4 separate regions of the Mus musculus genome follow, and regions 1, 2 and 3 are each linked to region 4. The links are chromatin contacts, called in public Hi-C, Micro-C and promoter capture Hi-C maps. All regions are on one chromosome and are shown on one strand. Each heading gives the region's core, a stretch centred on a gene start, on an enhancer-like site or on the middle of the called end of the contact. The rest is flanking DNA. Distances are from core to core; before and after follow the strand shown.

Region 1 (4,998 bases), core at 41-2,540, 370 kb after region 4:
CAGATTAGAAGGGGACCTTCCTAATTTAAGTTAAGCATAAATTCCCTTACTGGTATGGCCCCCGGTCTTAAATTTTAGTTAGTTCCAGATGTAGCCAAGTTGACAACCAAGAATAGTCATCACATTTTGTAATATTTTATGAGAAATTTCAATCAAATAAAACTAATTGGCTGTGGTTATCACACTTAGCATTTAATTTCTATTACATCCTCTCTCTCTCGACAGTTCAGTCTGGCATGGCAAAACTTTCGTTTAAAAACCAGGGAAGGGGGCCAATAGAATGGGTCAGTACGTGAGGGTGCCTGCTGCTCAAGCCTGGTGGCACGAGCTCAATCCCTGGAATCCACATAAAGACAGAAGGAAAGAACTGACTCCACAAATCATCCTGTGGCTGTGACACACATGTCAACATATATGTGAATTAACCTGGTGTATATATAGTGAGTTACTCACCAGCTAGTGTTACAGAGCATGTCCCTGTGATCCTAGGTGTTGGAAGGCAGAGGCAGTTGCATCTCTGAGTTTGAGGCTAGCCTGGTCTACATAGTTTCAAGACAGCCACTGCTACACAAAGACTCTCATCACAAAACAAAAATAAAAGAAGGGAAGGGGTACAGTTTTCCAAATGGCTTGTTATCCAAAGTAAAGGACTGAGACCAAAACTCTAAGTTTCGGCTGGGTCAGCAAGGCTTGTGAATGGAAATGATGTGTCCAGTCATAGCAGCTTTAAAAGGAAAATACAGGTGAGTGAGAAGGAAAAAGGTGGGGTGGGGTTAATGACTTAAGCTTGTTCTAGTTTAACTTTCTCCCAAGGTTAAAAAAAAAGACATTATATGCATCTAAATCTAGAGGACCCACCCCTTCCCACACAAAGAGCCCTCCCACACAAAGCTGAATGAAACAGCGTGGCCCCAGAGACTCTCCCTTAAAGCACCTTCCCTGACTCCCCAGATTAAGGGCCCCCACTCGGAGCTACAAAAACAGCCCTGACACCCTCTTCACAGCTCCTGCAGTGTTCATAGAATGAGCCGATGTTTCCAGGGCCTCTGGCCAACCGTGTAATCACCCCATTAGAAGCTTCTGGTTGCTCATCAGAATCTAGAAGCCTGATTGGGGCTGCACCAAAGCAGAAGGCTCTGTCAGCCTTCATAGCCCAATAAATTCCTCCACACCCCACCTGTGAAACTCCATTCCCATTTATTACCAAAACTGGAGTCCTAGCTTCAGGGCTTCTCCTGAGGCCTGAAGCTGGCTGCTCCTGCTGATGACATCATTGATGAGCGAGCGCCTGACAATGGCTCCCTAGAGCTTAAACCTTTGCTAATACCTAGCAAGAGCACATTCCTCCAGAATGAGGTCATGTTTAGCTAATTGCTAATCTGGCCCCTACCCCAGAGCCCAAAGCCACTAAGTGATGCCTAAACAGTGAGCCCCTGCCCCAGGACCTACTGAAGCTGCAAATACCAGCCTCTAAACAGACAAAACAGAGGCAGCTTGCAACAGGACCCAGGGTTGCCAGAGTTTGAAAATACAACAAAACACACACAGACAGGTCCGGTAAAGTTAAATATGAATTTAATAAGTATGCCCTGTGCAAGAGTTTCTAACATGCAAGAGCTGCGACATGTGGGGCACTCTTACATTAGAAGGATCAACATTGCTTATCTGAAATTCAAATGTAACTTTTCTCTGGTAACACATGTGAGTTTTTATCCCTTTGTTTGGTTTACTCGATTGCCAAAACTGCCAGGGTGTGGGGGACAGGGATGGGGAAGAAGGGACAAAGGGGAGGCACAAGAGGGTTGGGGCCAAAACTCTGTTGGTAATATGCTTGTCTAGTGTGGGGGCAGCCTTGAGATGGACTCCCCAGCACTATGTAACCCGTGCATTTGGAATGTGGAGGCAGGAACCATGATAGGAAAAGAAGGAGGGATGGGGAAGAGCAAGGAGGAAGGGGAGAGGGGCTGAGGGACAGATGGCCAAAGCTGAGAAAGTAGAGTATCTGTCTAGTGTGCTTGAGGTCCTGAGTCTGACTTCCAGTAGATCAAAAAGAAGTAAACGTATACCACACATTTACACACGTTGGAACACACACACACACACACACACACACACACACACACACACACTTGCCTTTAGAAAGAAAATTAGGGGACAAGCATGGTAGCTTATACGTGTAATGTCATTACTTGGGAGGCAAAGGCATGACTGTGGCGCCCACACAGTTGTGGATCAGCCAGAGCCTCATAGAGACCTTATTTAGAGGCACTGAGGGAGAAGCGAGGATGACACAAAAATCCAGGATTCTGTACTCTCCTCACTCCTCCAAGTATCCTTACTCCATCCTGACTCATAAAACAAAGCTATGATGTTGCCAAGAAATCAGTATGATTTTGCAAAGAAGATCCACAACCACCAGGCACTGCACTGATGGTCAGAGTAACATCTTGGCCCTCCATGGAAACCCAGAAGGAACAATCCTGTCGGCAAGGAAGCTCACCCTGGTCTGGAATGTCAGGACACAGAGCAGAAGCTGAGGTGACATTCTGGGAATGAATGTTGACAATTAAGATTATTTGCAGAATAACAAACCCTGTTGCCAAAGGGCTTTATTGTGAATGTTTTATATTTACTACCCCCTGGCTGAAGGATATAAAGGATACAATCATTTGCATGCAATGGATTTGAAATTTACTTCTTTTTTTAAAAAAAGGAATTCTTAATTTAGCTCAATAAACGAAAGCCTAATACACAAAATCTATAATGATATGGGCAAGAACTTACTTGGTGAGTAAACTGTGATAAATCAGTAGTATGGGTGGCTGAGGAAACTGGCAAATGATATGTACTATATAATTAAAATTATAGGTTTCACATAAGAAAGGATTAAGATCCATCTGAAACACTCAAACTGGAGTTGAGTATAGTGGGTACATCTGTAACCCAACCCTTTAGTTAAACTGGAGGATAGGGTTTCAAGGCTCCATGGGACTATACACAGGAGTTCCAAGCCAGTCTGGGTTACAGGAGATCTGGTCTCAAGAAAAGATACAAGAACTAGGTTGTCGGGACAACTTGGTGGGTAAAGGCTCTTGCCACCAAACCCAACAACCTTAGTTGGATCCCTGGCACCCACTTAGTAGAAGGAGAAAAGGTGTCTTTTCACCTCCTGGGGCTCCCCACACCATCAACCACCCATTCACCCATTCACCCATCCATCTATCCATCCATCCATCCATCCATCCACCCACCCACCCATCCATCCATCCATCCATCCATCCATTCATCCATCCATCCATCATTATAAAACAGTCAATGGATTTAAACAAAAAAATTTAAAGTTAAACATAAACAAGCTTAGAAATGGGAGCTTGGGGTGTGGTTCTTGGAGTAAGTATATACAATGTGTATACTCAGCCTGCCTGAAAGCCTGAGCTTAAAGCCCCAGCATCGGGGTGGGAGGAGGACAAAGATTTAGAAATTAATTCAATCAACAAATCTTGTGCATTCACGATGAACCAGGCCTTATATTAAGCCCAGTCCAAAATCCACTATGACCCTTCTTCACTGAGGAAACTCAAAACCTTGCCTAAATCCACACTGCAGGGTGGAGGTCAGGTTGGGATTAAATCTGTGAGGCCCAAAAGCTATTTCACATTCTGAACTCATTTGTAATTAATTCTGCCAAGCTCCCTGGCCTTACAGGTAAAGGGCCAGCACGAGGAAAGGCCTCACAGCATCCGGCATGGCAGCTGGCTCCCAGGAGCACTTCCTAAGACATCTTTCTTTTGAAGTTAATACTTAAATATTCTGCTGTTGGTCATGCAACTCTATTTCAATCAGAAAGAGCTGCTAAGGAGAATAAGCTGTACCCTTTGGAAGAGCTTTTCTCTAAAGCCTGTAGACACTTAAAAATCTCCTTTACATACATAGACATTTACATTTTTTTATCTATTAGCATCGTGTAGGTGTATGTGCATGTCCTCTGTAGAGGACAACTCTGATCCAGGGATCAAACTCAAGTCTTCCGCAGCAAGAAGCAAGCACCTTTATCCACTTAGCCGTCTCCTATCTCCATATTTATTTTTTGAAACACACCATGCTGTACACTATGTACATACAAAATTAGGTTGTAACATAATCAAAACTAAGTAGGAGTCAGTCACCCACCACTGGGACCAGGGAGATGTCTGAGTAGATAAAGGCGCTTGCATGCCTGACACCAGAGCTCCCCGTGTGGAACCCACATAAAAGCCTGCCGTGATGTAGTGGTGAGTACTGTAACTGTGCAGAAAGCCCGAGAGCCTGCGGTCCGCAATACACTGCAGTAGAAATAAAAGAGAGCCTTCCTCAAACACGCCGGCCTCTTTATGAGTGGTGTACGTGTGCGAGTGCTTGAGCATGCATGCACACATACACACGCATGCATGAAATTTAAAATAAAATTTAAAATAAAAGTAATATCTTTAAAAAATGTGGAAAGCAACAGAGGAAGACCTCTGGCCTCCATATGCATGTGCACACAAGTATGTGCACCCATACGTGCATGGACAAACACAAGATACAAAGGCACTTTGAAGTACTTAGGGAAACCTTTATCAAAATGCTCTTACTGGGCTATTAAGCTGGTTTGGTGGGTAAAGGCACTTGCTGCCAGGCCTGACATCCTAAGTTCAATCCTGGGACCTGCACGGTAGCAGAAAGAGAGAAAAGACTCCCCAAAGTTGCCTTCTGGAACACACACACACACACAGAGTGGGAGTGAGAATGGGGAAGTGGGAGGGGGAGAGAGCGAGAACAAAGTACCATTCCATTACTGGGTAACAGCTAACTCCCAGGTATGCAGGAAATTATGACTATGATAATCTTCTTGAAGGCCACTGACATGTGTAGAGGAATGAGTGCTTGGTACTTCCAAATAACTCAAAAAATAAGTACACAGGGGTGCTAGGAATATAGCATATACCAGGCTCTGGGTGTGACTCCTACAGTGACCAA
Region 2 (4,764 bases), core at 1,014-3,513, 320 kb after region 4:
AGGTTATGCACCCAGCATTGTTCATATAACAAGATCTTGTATATAACTGGAAAGCCTAAGAATAGATTAAAACATAACAAAATCCCACAGAAGCCATGGGAAATAAAGGTGTTACCTCCACTCATCTGGGGCATAAAGATATAAAGATATGAGTGTGTACAGGAAAAAGGCCTAAGAGAAGATTAAAAGGTTAATTACTTCCTTAAACTACAAGTATATTCCAAAGTGATTCATCTTTCTACTGGTGGAAATTATATATAATTTCTAATTTTTCCCTCTTTTACTTGTTGCTATACCTAAATAGGTGTCAGTAAAATATAGCTCATTGGCCAACTCCAGGGCTCTAAAGTGTTTTACAGGAATGTAGGCATACCCACTCACTGACGTATTTAATGACTGTTTCAAAGCCACAATGGTAGAGTCACATAATTGTGACAGAGATCATGTCACACACAAGGTGAAAATACCAGGTATGTGGCCTTGTCCAGAAAAAGCCTGACTTCTAATCCATTATGATCACATGTTTTATCAGATATCCACTTAAAATATATTCAGTTATGTGCCAAATAATATATTTACTTTTTCGAGTTTGAGCAAGATGTACCAAGCCATCTATTTAAGGGTTAGTTACCAATATTTGTCTATGATATTGTATGTGCTGTTTAGCATACCACCACCCCACTCCCAGGAAATGGTGAATAAATAATCAAGTGTCACAGGCATTGGACAACTGAAAGCAAGAAGGAAAATAAGAACTAGAACTCTACAGCCTCCAGAGGAGGCTTTGGCTAGCCAGGCGGCCAGGAGGCCATGTGAGGCTCGAACACTAGGCACCTCGTTACTCAGCCTTGCAGAAGTGGCTGGGCAGCTGCCTCTACTTACCCAGAGTTCCAACCTCAGAACCAATGGATTCCACCACAAAATCTGCTGACCGACCAACAATGCCGCCGTGGAGTCCAGGGCCCCATGCACGGACTTTCTGCATGCCTGCTTCAGGGCCAACTTGAACTTCAAAGGGGCTAGCCGGAAGGAAGGAAAAGAAGAGGATCATAGAAGGGACTGCTATAACCATGAACTCTTAACATAACTCTTTCCACTTGCCTGATCTTTTGTACAGAGGCTGAAGCTCTAGGCAAGTTTTTTCCCCCCACACTGGTCACCCCCACAGCCATTGTTATGTCAACAATATAATGTAATATGGTTGCTTTGGGAGCTGGGAGTAACTGGGCTGTCCCTCAAGCAACACACTTGCTCTGGTTTGCTCATTAGTGAGTGACCTTTAGTAGGCAGGGCCCTCTAGAGTGGAAGCCTTAAAGATAAGAATGTCCACATTTTTCGTCCTCCTACCTATGCTATAACAAGAGAAGTAGTTTGAATGGGCTTTATGTCATTCATATGTGATCAAACATGCTTTAACTTTGGCAAGGGAAGTTTCTAATAAGTGTGCTTAGACACTGAAAACCCTACTTAAGAGGTCCCCTTACCCTTGGTTTTATTTTCTTACATTTCAAATGCAGTCTGCAGACACTGAAAACCCTACTTAAGAGGTCCCCTTACCCTTGGTTTTATTTTCTTACGTTTCAAATGCAGTCTGCAATGTATCATTTTGAGATTAATAGTGGCCCAGTGCTTGGCCATGATGCCTACAATATTCTTTTCACTTTATCTCACTGTATACGCATTATGTCAGCGAACACCACAAGAAGGGGAAGTCCCACACAATGTGGTATAGTTCGTTAAGACCACAGTCACGTAACTTCCATTCTGCTGCCTCGCTGCTATTGCTATCAGTCTCTTATTGTGTCTATTTTATAAATTAAACTTTCTCATGGGTATGCAAGTCTAGAGGGGGAAAACGCCACATGACGTTGCCTGGGGTTGGTTTCAGGCATATATTTATCGTTTTAGAAGGTAACTTTATGGACAAGGGAGGACTACTATAAAGCTCAATTACTTCTCAAGACAAACAGAATGTATTCAAAGTTTAAACTGCCCTCAGGAGAGTGGCAGAGCACAGGGGTCCAAAAAGGAAACTGCAATAGCCCCAGGTGTGGCCGGGGGTCCCTTGTCCCTGAAGGCATTCACATAGATGGGTTTTTATGTAAAAGCCATAGCCGACTGTGCCCACGGCATCTGTGAACAGAGGCACTCATTGAAAAGGAGAGCCTTAGCTTATATAAGGCTGTATAGACACACAGCCCGTTTGCTCTCTATTACAGCTCTTTCTGGTTTCCCTGCCTCCCACCAGGCACAAACCACCAGCATTTGATTTAAAGCAGGGCAGCTGAAACCACAGTGACTTTCTGCTGCTTTTGAGCATAAGCCAAGTGTCTGTGCTGTTCTGAAAAGGCGGGGATGGGGGGGAAGCTTCTAACAAAGCAGATCTCTCTTCCCTCTGGCAGCCTGGGAGGCAGAGCGCTCCCTCCTGCGAGCCTGTCACAGGCTGAACACACCTCTGGACAAGGCCCATCTCCAACCCGGACTCACCTCTTGGGAATGTGGTGCCCCCCCCAGGTAACTGCAACGCTGTATTTCCCTGGTGTGCTGGGGTAGTACTCAAATGAGTAGACCCCATCCAGAAAGCCCTTTTGTTTGACCAGCTCCTCCAGGCCCTCTGTGGAAAGCAAGCAAGCACACAGCTTTTGCAGTATAATCCTTGGCTTACAAGGAGACTCCCCACAAGACACAGGCAATGTACAAAAACTAGACTCTGAATGTGAAATCTCCCTCAAAAGCTGGGAGCGGTTTCCAAAACTAAAACCAGAGCCATCCCAGCCTCCAGGACAGAGAAATGGAAGACTTCCCAGCTAACTGGCTTCCAAAAGCTCTCAGCTGGTGGAGGCTGAGCTCTTAGACCAGATGGGTCGTTTGCTGTGTCTCAGTGTTTTCCGACAGTCCCAGCTGCCTTTGCCCCCCACCCCCACTGCCCCACAGACACTGGAAGAAAGCTCATCTTTGTGATTACTTGTCAAGGACTAAGCACCTATGAATCGTTTCCTGCTAAAGCAGGACAGCGAAAGAAGAAAGTTCTTTCTTATAAGCTATTTAGGAGAAGCCAGATTTTAGGTTCTATCCACAATTTTGGATCTAGCCATCAGGCAGAAACCTGTTTTATGTTATGAGTTAAGAAGGACTCTGAGGTCAGAAAACAACACCTCTTTGGCTCCTGTTGCAACAAACTGAGCAGGGGTAGTGGACTGTGGGTGGGTGAATGGATAGATGGACAGCTGCAGAGCTACTTGCACTTGGCTCTAGGTCTGGGCAGTAGAACCTTGGCTGCCCTTGGGGCAAATCCTTCCCCAAGGCTCTGAGCTTTGAGCTCACACAGCTTTGAACTCCTGGACGCAGACTAACACTAATACGGAGGACGAGAGAAACATGGCGTAGGAAACACAAGCCTGTACAGACTTAGAACTAACGCCAAGTGCGACTACAGAGCTGCCTCTCTGTTCCTGGGAAGACGGGAGACAGGAGATGCTGACCTCATGCCTGCTGTCTCCGTCCCAAAGGAGGAAGGAGGAACAAGGTACTGCAGAGACTTAACTCTGCCAACCACCTACAAAGAAAACCATTCTAGGACATTTTATTCTCCTATAAGCAGCGATCATACTAATACAGTAATTGATATAATTTCATAGTCTATAAAATGTAAAGGGTACTGGAGAAATCATTGGCTTTTAATACTGTGCTTGGATCCCAGGTCAGAAAACCCCAATCCATGTGAGTCTGTAAGAGTCTTCCACTTTATACCTAGGTCTCTTCAATTAATGGGGTGGGGGATGTGGTGGGGGGAGGGATATGTTGTCCTCAAAGCAGTATTTTTCCAACTTCCTTACAGCTTTGTTTCCTATCCCAGAGGTCTGAATATATTAATATATAAGGCTGTCAAACCACTCACTGGTCTTGCCAATCTATATCCAGGGCACATGTTACAACTCTACAACTTGATCTCTAAAGAGCATAGATAGGACTCAAATCTCTGTCACAGCTCTCTAGGAGATACCAATCAGGACTGACCAATAAATATATCATGGCTGAAGAACTAACTAAGGTTTATTTGAGATAAATACTTACTAGGGCCCTTCACAGTTACACCAAGCTCTCCGCTTCCAGCAGCCTTGGTGTCCACCTTAAAGTCTGCAGTCTCCCGGATCCGGACACCTTTGGGCTGCAGACCTCGGCCGCTGGCTCTGCAGGCATTTGGGTTGCAGGCTACAAACAGAGTTTTGACATCAGTTCAACCTTTTAATATTTTGCAAAAGACAAGAAAATTAGGGTATCTTGGGCCTCCCCCATACCCGCCAAGAAAATGGTTGCTTTACACAAAGAGCATCCAACAGCTAATGCCAGGGGCCCTGCTGAGGAAGCACAGCAGCCAGGAAGGAACACCATGACTGTCCAGCCTCACCACACAAGCGCTGGGCACCATCAATGGGAGAGCCGTGACTCCACACTGTGGGGCTCCTGTACTGGCTTTTAGCCTTTTGTGAGCAGGGGGGGATTAAGACTGACTGCTGAACACTAGCCTGACCTCACGGCCACACTCCAGGGTCCAGTGACTGGGAATCCTATGCGTTTTCAAGTCTACTTGGAAAATGCAGTGCTTGAAATATCCGTCTGAGCTCCAAAGCACGGGCCAGACATTTCTGAAGATCTGGGCATAGCTGTTGTCTTGCATGTGAATAGCTGGACAAGATAACAAAAAGCTCTCAGCCAAAGGTGGCTGTGACAAAGCTCCTGGCATCTACAAAGCAAGCCTCAGCA
Region 3 (5,085 bases), core at 2,160-4,659, 440 kb after region 4:
TTTCCACCTTTGGGTAACATCTTCCTCAAGGGGAAGGCCATGTCTGAGAGAAGGGGACTGCAGTGATGTGGCTCTCTCTAGTTCCCAGGAGACTGTGTGACAGCCAATGCCACACACACACACACACACACACACACACACACACACAGCTAGCTTTGGCTGTCTTGGAACTCAACATGGAGACTAGTCGCTTCTTTTGTAATATTAAAAGATTATCTAATTTAGTTGAGTGTAATGGACCACAGTTTTAATCCCAGCCATTGGAAGGCAAAGGTAGACAGATGTCTGTGAGTTCCAGGCTAGCCAAGGCTGTATAATGAAACTCTTGTTAAAAACAAAGAAAGAAATAATTTACTTCTTTAAGTTTAGCACATAGCGGCATATCTATTTTAAATAACATTAGCAGAATTAAGTTTTGTTACCTCATGGTCTCCTTCTAGTCTAGGCTGGGGTAAATTATTTTTACTTGTTTTTTTTAAAAATTATTTTCTAGTGCTAGAAATTGAACGTAGGGCCTCACAAGGGCTGCACTTCAGAGCCATATCTGCAGCCCTGTTTATTTCTTAATGATGAGCCAGTGGGTTATGAGTGGCTAAGCCAATATGAAGAAAATAACTGTGATATGAATTCATTTCTGTTTGTTCTGTGTCCACTCCCCTCAGTGACTGGTAAGGAGGAAGTTGTTTTAAAAACCAGTACTCCAAGACAAAAAGCATCTAAAGCCAGGAAAACAAACCTACCATCCAACCATCTTCAAAAGACATCTCAAGATCAAAAGGAGAAAAAGAAATGTGATGCAGGACATAGACCTGCACATTCAGGATGTGCTCCTACGAAAACAGCAGAGGAAGCCCAGCAAGGGGAACAGCTTAACAAAGTCCTCAGAAACAAATCAAGGGCATTTCCTGAACCCTTTGAGAAAGAGCTACCACCTAGCATCTCTAAAGCAAATGCCCACTTGAAGGTAGTTCCCCCTAATCTAAAAATAATGTGTCTGTCTGTCTGTCTGTCTGTCTGTCTGTCAGGGAAAAGATGCATCTGGAGAGATTGTCCCCATTGTATTGCAGATATTATAAAAAAACCAACAACCCTCAGTCTTGAAAATACCCTGGCATCTCCTTCTTGTCCCCAGTCCCAGGTCACTTGTCACTTAGCCTTCTAAGGCTTAAGGAACAACAGATTAGACTATGAGAACAACAACCTAGAATGAGAACACACTTTAAACATTTAAAAACGGTATTATTTTATGTGTATGAGTGTTTTGCCTACTTATATGTCTGTGCACCATGTGTATGCAGTGCCCACAAAGGTCAGATGAGGGCACTGGATTCCCTGCAACTAAAGTTGCAGGTGGTTTTGAGCTGCTATGTGGGTGCTGCGACTCAAACAGGGGTCCTCTGGAAGAGCAGCCAGTGCTCTTAACTGCTGAGCCACGTCTCCAGTCACAAATGAAGGCAATGCTATAACAATGCAGAAAGTGATGACGATGACGACGACGATGATGATGACGATGATGATGACGGCGACGATGATGATTTCTAGGGTACTTTTAGTTGAAATGAAAGGAACCGACATGTTTGATATATAAATGATAAATCTACAAACCAAAATATCACTAACTGAAAATTAGATATTAGATATAAGTATAAGCCTAGAAAGCCAAAAAGACTGGTTACACTTCATAATGTATCATGAGCCTGAAATAAAAGATGGCATATTTTTGAATTCAGCTAATCTAAACCAAACTAGTACAAACCTGGGAGTAGAGGCTGTTACATGGTAAAGGCAGTGCTCTTGTGAAAGCAGGGTCCTAACGGACACAGTCAGTTCTCTTTCTCTACTCTCCAACAGAGCACTGAGTGTTGTATGTCTTCATGACAGGGTGGTGGGGTGGGGGAGTGCTTCTCATCAGCCAAGCAGCATGAAGTTAGCTGTGCCACTCACACTTTTTTTTTTTTTTTTTACTTTTCTGTATGCTTGGGTATGAATGTATGCCTGTGCACCATATGTATGCCTGGTGCTCCCACTGAGGTCAGAAGGGATTGGATCCCCTGGAAGTGGAGTTTCAGACAGATGTGAGCCCCTGCGTGGGTGCTTGGAACCAAATCCAAGTACTCTTAGCTGCTGAGCCATCTCTCCAAGCCTCAAACTCACAGTTCTTAAGTTTAGCTGGTTCAGTGGGTTTTCTGGGCAACCTGTCTGAGTGGATAACACCAACCCATCACTTAGAATGCTCCTCCAGGCTTTGTTCACATAACTCCTGCTGTATGTAGGTGATGGTGCTGAAGCAAGCCATTACCTGCTGTCCCTCAGGTGTAACAGTCGTGGTTAAGGAGTGAGAGGTTGGAAGGGATCTCCAGAGTCCATACTTGCAGCTCATCCGCTCCCCTCCACTATGGGTAGTGGCACGCGTTGTTCATGCATTTCAAAGGCCACCTTCACTGATTTACTATCCCAGGATCCCAGTGAGCAATTGTGAAAGACCACGAGGAAAGACTGATGTAGAGCAGAAGGGTGAGGTTCCTTTTATTCCACAATCTCTTTAATGTCGCAGTCTCTAAATCTGACTATTAATGTAAAATCTAGACTGGAGAGGATATACTCTGTCCTTATTATTTCTTCACATCACTAAGGAAGTGAATGTGTTAGGTAGCAAAACAAACAGACAAACAATAAAAAAAACCAGGGCAGTTTAGTTTAGTTTAGTTTAGTTTAGTTTAGTTTAGTTTAGTTTAGTTTAGTTTTGAGACAAGGTTTCTCTGTGTAGCCCTGGCTGTTATGGGACTCACACAGATCAGTCTACCTCTGCTTTCCGAGTGCTTGAATTAAAGGTGTGTCCACCACTGCTTAGCAGCAAAGGGCAAAATTTTAAAAGCCAGACAGAGCATGTCCCCTTAAGATTTCTGAAAATTCTGGGTCTCTTACTCAAACAGAAGTGAAGCAGAGCTTACAAAATGTCAGTGGTCTGTACTGATAAAACACAAATATTTGTGGACCATGGCACTGACTAGTAATAAAACAAACGAATCTATAAAACTCCCTTTTAATGAACAATAACACAGCCTGAATTTCTTAAAGGTTGAAGAAGAGAGGAAGTACGGACTCCAGGAGCCGAATGTAGCAGTGGAGAACTCTGACGACAGAACAGCTTGTGCTGTTGCCTCTGCTGCTGCTGCTGCTGCGGTTTCAGCTTCTACTTATGCGGAATCTGCTTCCACTTCTGCTTCTGCTGCTTCCAATATTGCTTCTGCTGCTTTTGCTTCTGCTTCGGCAGCTTCCACTTCCGCATCTGTTGCGTTTGCTTCTGCGTCTGCAGCTTCCACTTCCGCTGCTTCCGCCTCTGCTTCTGCTTCTGCTTCTGATGCTTCGGCGGCTGCGGCAGCTGCTTCCGCTTCCGCCTCTGACGCCTCCGCTGCTGCTGCTGCTGCGGCAGCTGCTTCTGCTGTGGCCTCCTCCAACGCTACTGTTAATGCTGTGGTGGCTGCTGCTGTCACTGCTGCTTTCGCAGCGGTTACTGCTACTGCTGACATCAAAGGCAGTGAACCAACTCCTCAAAGGCACAGTGGGGCTACTAATGACAAGGATTTCGCACTTAAGGCAAAAGAAGAACATGATAAGTAAGACCATGACATTAGTATAAATAGATAATCAATTTTGACTGACAAAACAGACTCTCATTTTGGCTAACATTCATGATGATCACATTGCTCTGTCCTTTGTATAGCAATAGACAGACATTACCCACTCTCAGAAACGTTTAATAGTTTGATCCTATTTTCTAGTTATATTGAAAACAATGTTATATAAACATAACCATTGTAGCTGGCAAACACTAGGGAAGCCTTGTTTGTGGTTAATGAATTCAATGACACAAAAGTCAGACAGTTATTCCTGATCTAGAACCCAAACCCACTCACTCCATTTCTTTCTTTCTTCCTTTTTTTTTTTTTTTTTTTGTTATTTTTTTTTTTTTATTTTTCCAGACAGGCTTTGTCCTGGAACTCACTTTGTAGACCAGGCTGGCCTCGAGCTCAGAAATTTGCCTGCCTCTGCCTCCCCAGTTGCTGGGATTAAAGGCATGTGCCACCACCGCCCGGCCTCACTCCATTTCTACTCAGAGTATCGGCCACAGTACCTCATGAGACACACAGATTAGCCTCCTGCTTTATCTCTGACTTGAACTAGGATTTTTCTGTCCTTGTCACTCTATCCCGGCCACACTGAACACTCAGGCATCTCTCTGAACTTGCAAGGTTTCTATGTCACAGTTGCCTGCCATGTTCTATTGTCTTCTTAGTTCTTGCTTACAAGCCATACTCTCCACATAGCCACTTGGTCCTGCGGGACCGTGCTCCTTCCACGGCATCCTTAACAGTACATAAAAGTTTGTTTTCCTCCTCCAACATACTATATGTCTGTCTTTCTGTCTCATTTATTGTTATTCCATGTGTACTTCAGTATCAGAGTAGTCTTTTCTCTGCTTACCACTGTAACCTCATTGGTTAGATAGTGGGCTAGCATACAGTAAGAAGCTACTCAATGTATATTTGTTGTATGAGCAAATGAAGTTTACCCTGAGTGTTGTTTTAAACATTAAAGTAAATTTCACTTTTAAAAAGTTTGATGTGCATCAGTTCTCAGGACTTTCATTTATTATCATTGTTAAAAAATTTCTGAAGCTGGGCATGGTGGCGCATGCCTTTAATCCCAGCACTCGAGGTAGAGGCAGGCGGATTTCTGAGTTCGAGGCCAGCCTGGTCTACAGAGTGAGTTCCAGGACAGCCAGGGCTACACAGAGAAACCCTGTCTCGAAAACCCCCCCCCCCAAAAAAACAAAAAAAAAATTTCTGGTGACCTTTTATAGTCACCACAGTAATAATTTCCCATATAGACAGAAAGTTCCAGCCCTGTGGTTACTTATTCTCACTTACTTTTCTGCCTGTATTTATGATAGTTTTATCTGTGGCAAATAATCAAAGGGATAACAAAAGTCACTTTATGTATTAACAATGTAAACTATAAAGAGTAAATGTAGTAACAGCCATTGTGGGAGTGGGAAAACTGTCCAGGAGGTCCCTGTTGTTA
Region 4 (5,050 bases), core at 1,757-4,256:
TTGATTGATTTAAAATTGGTATGTGTTCCTTGTAAACATAAACAGAGACGCAACTAGAGAGACAAGAGGGGCAAGATTCTAGCCTATCCAACAGCCGGACTCTGAACTGATGCCTGCCAAGAACATCTCAGGGGTGGATACAATAAACACAACCCAGAAGTAGCTTCAGCTTCTTCCACCTCATCGTTCTCCAGGGACGCTAACAATTCATTTCCCTTTCATCTTCTCTCCCATCCGGCACAACCTCCTCCAGTGGAGGGCTTAATGAGAACAAGCCAGGCGACAGAAGGCCTCCAAGGGGGCATCAAGCAGGCCAAGGTGAAATGTTTCCTCATAAGATTCCTTTAAGTGACTTTCCCTTACGAAAGATCTTTCTTAGAGTCATGGCTACAACCAACGACTATAAAGTTCAAAGAAAGGCTTTCTGACTTGTAAAATCGGTTTACCTGAAAATACCTGACCTTTGATTCAAAAAAAAAAAAAAATTATGGTCCTAAAGACTATCATGCTTGCTTGAACTTCAAAGGTCATTGTAACTAATGTGTAAAATCTGATAGTATGTTAGCAGGTAGTTAAGAAAAACATATTCTGAAGAATTTCTAGAAGCCTGAAAAGAAGTTACTAATTTACTGACCCTAGCAAATCTGAAGAATGCACACTCCAGGAAGTTAACAACTTAACCTGTGAGAACCCTCCTTACCACAGCAAAGCTACAGTGGGGGTTATGATAAGACAGCACAAACATTCTAGACTTACTTCTGCTATTGAGTAAGACGCTCCAGAGCAAAAGTCCTCCTCCCCTGTAACAGTCTATATGCCGTAATGCTAACCTCGGATTAGAAAATGTAATGATACAACTGTAGTCACTGCCTTCCCACGCTTTCTGGGTAGCCCTTCCAAGTGCTTTTCTACTGAAACCTTTGTGTCTGCCATCCCAAAATGAAGACCGGTAAATTTTCTCTCTCCACCTATACTTACCTTCCAAGCTGCCTTTGTACTGAGTTTCTCTGTTCTTGGGAACGTGGGAGTTTGAAAGTGAAATACTTTTTATAGTAATTGGTTCAGTGGCATCTCCTGGCGTCTTCGGAGTTAACATCCACATACAGGCCAGCACAAGTAGCGAGCGCACAAGGATAATGGGATTATAAAGCTAAATTACCACTAACTAAACCCCTCTCTCAACCTCGTGGGCTAGAAGAAAGGAAATGTAGGCAAAAAGGGAGAAAGTCCTACAAGAAATTATGAATCTTCTGACAGTATCAAACCAGAAGAATATATACTCTCCAGCTTAAGTGCTGTCAGAGTCACAAATCATAAAATTCTACTTTCCCTCAGTTTCCACCAAAATGGGTATTATGACCTTCCCAAAAGTAACCACACCGTTTAAACACAATGGAGGTAAAACTGGCCGACAGGGCAGTGAGGAGTGGCGCTCTGGATTCACGTGCAGCATGCCAGCAGAGGGCTGTGAGAACCTGAGTAGACCGCCCTTTACTACTCGCAGCATCACCAAAATTTAAATAGGTAAGTCAGACACGGTGGGCGAACATGCAGGTTAGGACCAATCTGTGTTCCCACTCTGTCCCGTCCCTGGCCCTCCTTTCCCGGAGATCCCACCGCAGTTGCCGTGAGAAAAACTAAAGGTAAAATGATGTCCAGCGTTCGCAGAGACAAACAGACACGTGAGCTCTCGGGACTTCTAGAAAGCATGACTCAGGGTTGTCTCAAGATAAAGCAGAAGACACACATACGTGTTCCGTTTAAAATAGACCCCAACTATTAAAATCCAGGATGCGACGATGGATCATAGGAGTGACCATAAGACTGCTTTCCACGCTATTGCTTCAGCTAAAATACACTTTAAAAATTTTCAAATTCTATGGCCATCTTTCTACCTACGGTATTACAAAAAACTAAGAATCCGTGTGGGCTCCTGGTTTTCATCCAAAGGGTGATTCTCCCACCCTACCTACTTAGATCTTTACTCTTTTGAAACACTTCTGGCTTTGGGCCTGTAATACCCCACCATTATTCCCATACTAGAATATCTGCAACAGCGAAAAAGATGAGCCTGCCAAGGGGGGTACATTGGAGCAGGTTGTTTGGGCTATCCCAGACATTCTTAGCTAAACCAGGTCACATCGGTCTATTTGTCTGCATCACGAAATCCTGAAACCAGGTTTATCAACTTGCTGTATGTACTGGTGTACAGAACAGAAACATGACAACTTCAGCAGAATATCCAAACAGGATCTCAGTCACGTTTCGTTTCCCCGTCCCACCCCCAGACACAGCCTCCGCTGCCATCGCCCAGCAGGTGCTGCAGGGGCTCCCCACGACCTCGCCAAGGATCACCTCTTAACACCCAGCACTAAATCGCCGTGACATCCCAAAATTCCGGTAAAAAGCTGCAATTTGTGCACAAAACCCAAAAAGCAGAGCTTTAAACTAGGGCAGTGGCGGCTAATAAACACCACTCCCCAAAACACCAACCCTTTGCCCCGCAGAGCCCGCTGGTCCCTACTCCGCGGTCTCCCGCAAGCCAAGCCCGGCCGGCCACGCGCACCGAGCCCCGAACCCGAGCCGGAGCCCAAAGCCCGAGGCGGCCGCGCGTCCCCGATTTCCCCGCCCAGGCCCCGCCGCGGGCTCGTGCCAGCCCGGGGACGCGCGGCCGCCACCCGCCGTTCTCCTCAGCCCGACTTCCCGCAGCCCCGGCCCGCAGGCCCCGCTCGCGCCCCACTCACTGCACGAGCGCGGAGGCGACCCGGCCGGGAGACGCCGGCGGCCCGAGAGCGCGAGCGCGGGGACGAGCGAGCCCGCGCCCCGCGGCGGCAGCGGCGGCGGTGGCGGCGGCGGCGGCGGCGGCGGCAGAGGGGACGAGTGAGCCGGAGCCCGGAGTTGCGGCTCCAGCTGCCCGGCGCGGGCGGCGCCTTCTCAGCAGAGTCGCGGCGCCGAGAACGCGGACGCCCCCTATCGGCGGCGCGGGGCGAAGGCCGGGAAGCCGGATCGCCGCGGGCACTCTGGGCGCTGCCGGGGCGGCGTGGTCAGGCGGGCTCTGCAGCAGTCCCGAAGCCCCGCCTCCGTCCCGTTCCTATCCCCGCCCCGCCCAGGACTCCCGCGCGGAGCTCCGCCCAGGCCACGCCCCTAACTCCCCCTCCGCTTTCAGCCTCTCCTCCTGGCCGCCAGCAGTCTCTTCCCTGCTTGCCCAGGACTCCTTCTCCGCAACTGTTTCTCCTCAGCTGTTTTCACTAAGTCGATAGACCTCATCGCATGCAGGGCTTAGAGAGAAGAGCAGCCACCCAGACCGAGGCGCGTCTCAAGACTCAAAAAAGCAGCCAGTAGACACACACAAGACAAGTTCGAATCCTGGTGAGAGCGGTCCAATAAGAAGGCTGCCTTGGCCGGGCTTGGTGGCATACGCCAGAACTCCGGAGGCAGAGGCAGGTGGATTTCTGAGTTCGAGGCCAGCCTGGTCTACAAAGTGAGTTCCAGGACAGCCAAGGCTACACAGAGAAACCCTGTCTTGAAAAAACAACAACAAAAAAAAGAAGGCTGCCTTGGAGAATAAGGGAAGATGTGACGATCTGATATATATAAAATATTAGTATACATTTAATGTTATTAATATTGATGTAATTATATTATATTAATATATACATAATAATGTAGTTAATATTATTAATGTATTAATATATAAGACTCCTGGCCTTATATATTAAGGCAGGCCATTCTGTAAAGTAATGGCTTAGAGGGACCACCGATCCAGCCTTTTAGGCAGAGAAGAGCAGCCAGTTAGAAGGGCAGAGCTAACTAACGTCATCCTGTGTAATACCTCTGAGGATCTTAGTCTGGATGGGACTGGCAAGGGTAATGTCCCTTCAGGAAGGACATCAAGGCTGCAGGGCTAATTGGATTCCATGCATAGACAAGATGCAAAAGCCACCACTTCTAGCTAGCCAGATCTCAATCCACTTCTACATGGGTGAAAAGCCACTGGCCTTAGAAACTCACCTGGGCCAGGCATAGTAAAAGTAGTGCACATCCTTAATGCCAGCACTTAGAGGCAGTGGCATGTGGGTCTCTTGTGAGCTCTAGGTTAGCCTGGCCCACATAGCTAGTCTCTAGGACAGATGAGGCTACATAACGAGACCCTTTCTCAAAAGAACAAAACAGAAACTTACCTGGTTTACACATCTGCATGTTTGTGAGGTGGTTCTGAAATCTAGTTTTTATATGTATGATCATCATCTAATATTCTATTTTTTCTCCAAAAATCAAATTGATAGGTTAAATAAGCAATGTGGACTTCAACACAATGGACGGCTACATTGACATCTAAGCAAGGATACAAACTAATTAAGAATATGGGAATAGGGCTGGAGAAATGGCTCAGCGGGTAAGAGCACTGACTGCTCTTCCGAAGGTCCTGAGTTCAAATCCCAGAAACCACATGGTGGCTCACAACCATCTGTAATGGGATCTGATGCCCTCTTCCGGTATGTCTGAAGTCAGCTAAAGTGTACTTATGTATAATAATAAATAAATCTTTTTAAAAAGAATATGGGAATATGCTCCTGCAAATCAGGACACAAAATCATACATACAGGACCCCAATGTTGATTTTAATACATACAGTACCCCAATGTTGATTTTAATACATACAGTACCCTAATGTTGATTTTAATACATACAGCACCCCAATGTTGATTTTAATACATACAGTACCCCAATGTTGATTTTTTTTTCCCTATTTTTTTGTTTGTTTTGAGACAAGTCTTCTCTGTGTAGCCTCGCTGTGCTGGAACTCACTCTGTAGACCAGGCTGGCCTCAAACTCAGAGATCCGACTGCCTCTGCCTCCCAAGTGCTGGAATTAAAGGCGTGCGCCACCACTTCCTCACCCACCCTCCCATTCCCCCCCCACCCCCCGGCAGCCCCTACTAACATTGATTTTTTTTTTAAAGGAGTACACATAGACAAAAACTTTGATGACTAAACCATTGAACATGGTATTCCAAGGCAACAGGATACAAATGTTAGTAACTTTTGCA

What was found. Promoter capture Hi-C pulls out the DNA fragments that hold promoters and counts their contacts. Hi-C and Micro-C count contacts between places; a contact is called where the count stands out from the background.
Region 1: a Micro-C map of embryonic stem cells shows a contact between it and region 4, with 2.5 times the contacts expected there. The contact joins the enhancer-like site here to the promoter of Kctd6 in region 4. A contact is called at or near these places in 6 of 39 promoter capture datasets (the C10 cell line, the HPC-7 cell line, cranial neural crest and 3 more), 1 of 484 Hi-C or Micro-C datasets (embryonic stem cells) and 1 of 115 datasets of contacts at active chromatin or transcription factors (epiblast stem cells).
Region 2: a promoter capture Hi-C map of pre-B cells shows a contact between it and region 4. The contact joins the enhancer-like site here to the promoter of Kctd6 in region 4. A contact is called at or near these places in 4 of 39 promoter capture datasets (the C10 cell line, cranial neural crest, liver and 1 more).
Region 3: a contact with region 4 is called in a Hi-C map of uterus. The contact joins the enhancer-like site here to the promoter of Kctd6 in region 4. A contact is called at or near these places in 3 of 39 promoter capture datasets (cranial neural crest, hematopoietic stem and progenitor cells and pre-B cells) and 2 of 484 Hi-C or Micro-C datasets (CD4 T cells and uterus).

Annotation. Positions count from the first base shown.
Region 1 is chr14:7,844,198-7,849,195 of GRCm38.p6, reverse strand. The region is part of intron 1 of Flnb (filamin, beta); the gene reads right to left. Among named protein-coding and RNA genes, the nearest start is that of Flnb, 29 kb to the right of the region's middle. Within about 2 kb of position 1,290, at least 148 of the 459 cell types and tissues checked have an H3K27ac peak or open chromatin away from gene starts, as enhancers often do. A contact at or near this core is called in embryonic stem cells and epiblast stem cells, where this site is marked.
Region 2 is chr14:7,886,985-7,891,748 of GRCm38.p6, reverse strand. It overlaps Flnb (filamin, beta), which reads right to left. Exons shown (of 46, transcript NM_134080.1): 9 at 4,075-4,212; 10 at 2,488-2,614; 11 at 883-1,019. Among named protein-coding and RNA genes, the nearest start is that of Gm45521, 68 kb to the left of the region's middle. Within about 2 kb of position 2,263, at least 193 of the 459 cell types and tissues checked have an H3K27ac peak or open chromatin away from gene starts, as enhancers often do. A contact at or near this core is called in pre-B cells, where this site is marked.
Region 3 is chr14:7,772,390-7,777,474 of GRCm38.p6, reverse strand. The region is part of intron 3 of Gm10044 (ankyrin repeat domain-containing protein 30B); the gene reads left to right. Among named protein-coding and RNA genes, the nearest start is that of Gm10044, 17 kb to the left of the region's middle. Within about 2 kb of position 3,409, at least 196 of the 459 cell types and tissues checked have an H3K27ac peak or open chromatin away from gene starts, as enhancers often do. A contact at or near this core is called in hematopoietic stem and progenitor cells, pre-B cells and uterus, where this site is marked.
Region 4 is chr14:8,212,037-8,217,086 of GRCm38.p6, reverse strand. Kctd6 (potassium channel tetramerisation domain containing 6) reads right to left here and starts at 3,006. Exons shown (of 3, transcript NM_027782.3): 1 at 2,745-3,006.